2 separate regions of the Gossypium hirsutum genome follow, and region 2 is linked to region 1. The links are chromatin contacts, called in public Hi-C maps. All regions are on one chromosome and are shown on one strand. The core of a region is the stretch at or near the end of the contact, and the rest is flanking DNA. Distances in the headings are between cores, read along the strand shown. Region 1 holds the start of LOC107892033. Region 2 holds the start of LOC107891984 (rust resistance kinase Lr10).

Region 1 (2,907 bases), core at 247-2,746:
AAATAAGAATGGTATATATATAATCAAATGATAATATAAAAGACTGAATTGTTCATTAAGTGATGATAAATGTAATGTAAAAGTGTGTGTGGGTGTGTGGATTTAATGTATTTAAATATAAATTGAATTATAGTGATACCATTGAGTATATGCATACTCAGTGTACGGGTGTTTCCGTGCGTAGGTTGTAGAAGTCAAGTACTAAACCAGCATCCAAAGCTAAACCCGACTTCAGCAAACTTTTGGTGATGTATATTTTCTTTTGGTAATGTGGCATGTACATAGGATGTATATAAAAGTTATTATGTTTTGAATATAAATGGTTAAAAATGTTAGTAGTACAAGTCTAAGAATTATAATGAAAGAAGTTTATCCGTTTCAATTTAATTAGTACATTGATAAATGTAAATTGATATTATATTGAATTGGTTGAATTGGTTATGTTTGGAAATGGATACGGTTTTAATTGCAGGGAGTTTTATGTAAAAATAAGTAGAAATACTGTCGAAATTTTTAAAAAAAATTACGAAATTTTTTTCGGAATACTTGAACAAGTTTCGTTCTACTTTTAATACATGTTATGGGCTTCGAGAGTCCATTATAGGGATTTAATTATTAAATTATACTATGAATGTTCTTTTAATTATGAATTATTCGTAAGTTGTCTATAGGTCCGGTAATGCCTCATAACCCTGTTTCGACGATGGTTTGGGGTTAGGGGGTGTTACAGTATAAAAATTCAATTTTTTTACTTTAATATTAAAATCAAGAGCTTTCATGAGTAAAGATTATAGATTTGAGGCTTATTTAACTACAAAAATAGCATAAGGCCTATTTAAACAAGATTAATAGTTTAAGGGCTTTTTTAGTATATTAGCCTTTTTTTATATGTTTAAAGCATTATTGTAAATTTATATTTTATTGTGTATATTTTGACATATAAATATTTTATTTTTTAGAAGTAATTTATTCGTATTTTATTCATTTTACTTTTTTATGTAATTATTTTTCCTATGTTTAATGTATCAATTCATCTAATACTTCAGATGGTTTTCTTAATAATATTTTCTAAGCATATTTTTTTAAAATTATACATAATATTGATTGATATATAAATACATTTAGCACTTGATGTCTATATATTCTGTTAAATTTATCTTAATTCTAAAAATATCAACCTAAATTTTTAAATCATGACCAAATTAACCGAATGCCTAAATTTTAAGTGCTAAACTTGTTATTACACCAATCAAAATTATGTACAACTGATATAAAATATTAATCTCATAATTAATTGCCAATCGTTGCTGATTTTTAAAATTAATAGAAATTAAATTATTTAAAATTTTTTTGAAAAGGACTAATTTACTAAATTTTCAGAAATGGTGTACCAAAGAAAAGAAAATGATTAATAAGCTGTTTTTGGGCTTTGAATGTTTGAAATAAAGTTGGACTCATGTTTTAAAAGGTCTCATTGATTTTAACTTAATGGACTGGAATTGGAAGTTGGATGAATGAATATCCGGACAGGAACAGAGTAGGGATCGACTGGAACATGTCCGCATCACCAGGATTGTGATCCTTGCTCCAAACTTCCACATCTCTGATCCTTTCCTCTCCTCTGACTTCACCATATCCTTTCCTCTCCTCTGACTTCACCATATCCTCCTGCCAATCATATACCCTGCCACGTTGTCCCACTAGCTCAATTTCATCTCTTCAGATCACCGCACAATACAACAAAACCACCGTTTGAAGATCTTTAAACTTCCTTTACACTACTTCCTCAACCCCCTGTATTTCACTCTCCCTCTTTTCTTTTGAGACCCATCAACCAATTATGATTTTTCTTCATAACCAACTTCTTTTAGGACTCTTGTTTTTAAGGTAATGTTGTGAATCTTGCTATTTGTAGAAATGGGTTGAAGGCTAATCAAACTAGGTAATCTAAGATGAGGGTTCTTGAATGCAGGAATCAGCAGAGTGCACATGTTTGGGGTTGTACAAGGGTTTGACAGTTCGATTTTTCTTTAGGTAAATGCTTTCTCTTTCTTTTTCCCTTCTTTAAGTAAGTCAATGGAATTCAGCACGTTGGTTTTGGGGAAATAAAATCCAAAAATTTATATATTTTTTGTATAGGGCTTAGATAAAGATATGGAGATTGAGAGTTTTATTAACTTATCCCTAGTTGGATTTCTAAAGAAGATTTGGAGTTCTTAGCTAATATTTATAACTTGGGGAGCTTTCTTTCTGATTCTTTTAAGATTTTGGTTTCCATTTAAAATTGCTACTGATTGTTTACCACTTAGGATTTGCTAATGCTAGTTTGATGCATTGAAAGATTGCTAAACTTAAAAAGTTTTATTTATGAAATCTTGACATCTGAACTTGCTTCCGCGTTTTAGGAATCTCATTGTGGAATTTATTTTCAGTGGGTATGCATTGAGGGGAACGGTAGAAATTGCGGTGACAAGCAAAACTAGAAATATGCTTGAGGCTTTGATAAGAGAAGGATCATTCAAATGGTTACTTAGCAAGCGAAGCTCCTTTGCAGAGGAAGTTGAGGAGCTGCAGAGGTCTCCATCTGCTGGAAGGAATTGGATTCCTGAGCTCTCTCCGGTTGCTAATATCGTTGTGCGCCGCTGCTCAAAGTAGGTTTCTTTTGCTGCTACTTTGCTATTGCTGCATGCCTGTTATAACCACGAAAAATCATTTTGCAAGTTGCACCTTAAATTGAATGTTGTTTTGTTAAATTATGTCCATATGCTTCTAATTCAGCCTAGATACAAATAGGAACAATGTGCATTTCTGTTTGACTGAAATACATTGTCTCCTTGTGGATAACAAAAACAAAATGATGCAGAATGCTGGAAACTTCTTCAAATGAGCTTCTAGAAAGCTTTAATG
Region 2 (2,991 bases), core at 472-2,971, 490 kb before region 1:
TAAAGGCATGCAAGTTAGTGTTACTATGGTATCAGGGGATGAGGAAGAAAACAGGAGTTATATATAGTGAGATTGGTAGGGAACAATAAAATTATGAGTTTTTAACATTCTAATCATAAATCAAGAGCAGGATGATCTTAGCACAAGAGATAGGACCAAATAATTTAATACTCGGAGTGTGTTAGAATTCATATAATATGAGTAATTAAGGTGTCAGTTTATGTAAACATAAAATATAATTATGATACAAAAAGAAATATAAATACACAAATAAAGCATAGTGAAGCTGTAAATTAACTGCTGCGTTTTAGAAGTTCCTGTGTTTAATTCCTGGAAAAGCTTTTTAAATTTATTATGACCTATTTAACTTTCTTGATTTAATAAGAGAGTGAAGTATAGCCAAAATTCTTGTAAAATCAATTAAGGTTTCTTCAGTAAACAATGAACTCCACTTTTAACTCACCCAGCCTGGACTCTTAAACGTGTCAAATTATTGGTTTAAGTTCATAAACTAGTATATAGTATAAGGTTAACTATCACTAAATATGTAATTATACGTATAGTAGGTTGCAAATAAACCAAAAACCAAATGTAACTTATTGTTCAGAATAAAATGTAATTGTACTCGCAAATTATTCTCATTGAAGGAGTAACTAGTTGGTTTACAAATTTGTAGCTTTTCATTCACTACTGGTTTTAGTTTTTAAACTTGTAAAAGTAAATAATTGAAAACATAAGTAAGTTGGTAAACTAATTATAACATGCGTAAGTGTAAAGCAGCCAAGAAACAAACAAGACAGTTGAAGTAGAAGGGCATGTACCTGTTTGGGTGCTGGGTTTGGGGGTGTCATAACACTCTGTTTGAGGTGGTGTACTAACATTCTTCAGTCTACAACTTCTTCCTTGTGCTTCACATTCAAGGCACAAGGGTTTGGACCATTGTAAGCGAATACCAAATTCAAAATATCGAGGAACTGCTGAGATGTCAACAAATTTGGTGCAATTGACGAGGTTAAAGTTGTTGCGAGTATCGGAAGGTAAAGCTATAATTGGACAGGCATCGACTCCATAGCTATCTTTGTCTGACTTTTCTGAACAATTGAACAAGGTAATGTTTTGTAGTTGTTCGAAGAATATGAACGGGGATGCTGATAAATTGAGAGAAGGAAGCTGCTGATAGAGGCAAGTCTCACCATCCGGACCAGATACGTCAATTGTCTGTTTTTCGTAATCTATATACTGGACCGCCATCTTCACTGACCGTGGCAGGTGGAGCATGGTCTGTTTATTTTGGGAGCAGGAGAGTTGGAAGCCAGGATCAGGGTAGCCACAGCGCTGGTCTTTTAACCAGAAGGGAAATCGGACAGGTGGGCCGTAGCGTTTGCAGTTTGTGACCTTGCATTTTTCAGAATCTAGTGCTGCTACACCACCTTCATCCACCATCAACATGAAGGCAACAAGGAGAAGGAACATCATCCCTGTTAACTTGGGGTAGGATAAGCTTAGAAAAGCAAAGAGATGTGGTTTGTGGTTTTAGCATTTATTATTGCATGCAGATATCTAAGAAAATTCCAAGCTGCCTGCTTGCCTACCTTTGGATTGGACTGTTTCAAACTGCATACGCGTAAAAAGTAATATATGCCTCAGATCCAGTAAAAAATAATATATGCCTCAGATCCAGTTCAGTTCAATTAATCAAACTACAAAGCACTATAGATGAAAAACCTACAAAGCCAAAAAGAATGGATAAAATTCACTCAGCTGATCAACTCTGAAATGGAAAGGGTATAAGACAGGTGAAATTAGTAGATATCCAAAAAAGCAAAAAGCAAAATGAGGAATGTGGAAGTCAGAGTCAACCAATTTAATTTCAGGTATTAATTGAAGGAAAGAAATTAAACCAAAGACTTGATGCGGTTGGCATGACTGGGCTTTTGTAGTCCTAGTGCTTGGAAAATTCCAAGCTCTCTTGGCCTGATATATTGACTTATATGAACTGCAAACGCGTACACGTACAGCTATACGCTCCCATTGCAATCAAACAAAGCGACCAACATCTTCACTAAACTGTAAACTTCTTTTGGGCAAGTGATTGGGAGGATTTACGTTTATCATCTTCTCGTCATTCTTCTTCTTCTTTTGGCTTATTAAATTCTAACATGTTAACAAAAGTTGCAGCAACATTAGGCTTGCTTTCCCTTGCTGCTTTCTCATTTTTTGAAGCTGTTAATGGTGCAAGACGACTCACAAGTGTAGGCTGTAACCCCTCTTCCTGCGGAAATTTAACCAACATCAGGTTCCCTTTCAGATTAAAAGCCGACCCTCCCCAGTGTGGCCATCCTTCCTATGAACTGATTTGCCAAAATAACCGCACCTTTTTGAGCAACAATTTGGGTTTCTACGTTGCAGGCATCTTTTATGATGGCTCTGGAACAATTCGATTGGTGGATCAGAGTCTGGACGCTAAACAATGCTCCATTCTTCCTAAATCCCCTGTATGCCGAGAAGTTACTGATTTTATCTATTTTGTGAGTTGCCGAGCACCCATGGCCTCTTCTCTCTACGTCGACGCCGCTCCTTGCGCGAACGCCTCCTCTCCCTACCCTTACTTTTATGCTTTATTTAGCGCCGACTCGCTGAACGCCACTGGTTTTGATGAGTCTTGCACCGTGGAAATCCAGGTGCCGAGACCCGTTCGGTTGCAGTCTTCTAACATCAGCGCTCTGCGTCGTCTATCTATTTTCGATATTCACCGGGAGCTTCTCATGGGTTATGACGTGCCATGGGCATGCGCATACACGCCCCGTTCCAGCAACAACATCACACTTGCCAAAATGTAACACTTCACAACAATCAATCAATTTTATGTTGCCAATGTTGTTGAGGGGAGTCTTTGAAGTGTCCACCATACTTCAATAATTGCTCCTAAAGAAATCGAATTTCTCAACAATGATAAATTTCCTTTTTTACTTTATGGAAAAACGAACATTT

What was found. Hi-C and Micro-C count contacts between places; a contact is called where the count stands out from the background.
Region 2: a contact with region 1 is called in a Hi-C map of leaf, with 3 times the contacts expected there. The contact joins the promoter of LOC107891984 here to the promoter of LOC107892033 in region 1. A contact is called at or near these places in 2 of 34 Hi-C or Micro-C datasets (both in leaf).

What each region holds. Positions count from the first base shown.
Region 1 is chrD09:25,393,034-25,395,940 of Gossypium_hirsutum_v2.1, reverse strand. It overlaps LOC107892033, which reads left to right and starts at 1,496. Exons shown (of 11, transcript XM_016816999.2): 1 at 1,496-1,887; 2 at 1,973-2,034; 3 at 2,433-2,651; 4 at 2,864-2,907. The coding sequence starts at 2,488.
Region 2 is chrD09:25,880,456-25,883,446 of Gossypium_hirsutum_v2.1, reverse strand. LOC107891984 (rust resistance kinase Lr10) reads right to left here and starts at 1,721. Exons shown (of 5, transcript XM_016816935.2): 1 at 1,593-1,721; 2 at 1,194-1,478; 3 at 822-1,091. The coding sequence starts at 1,620. It overlaps LOC107891983 (PR5-like receptor kinase), which reads left to right and starts at 2,160. Exons shown (of 5, transcript XM_016816931.2): 1 at 2,160-2,836. The coding sequence starts at 2,160.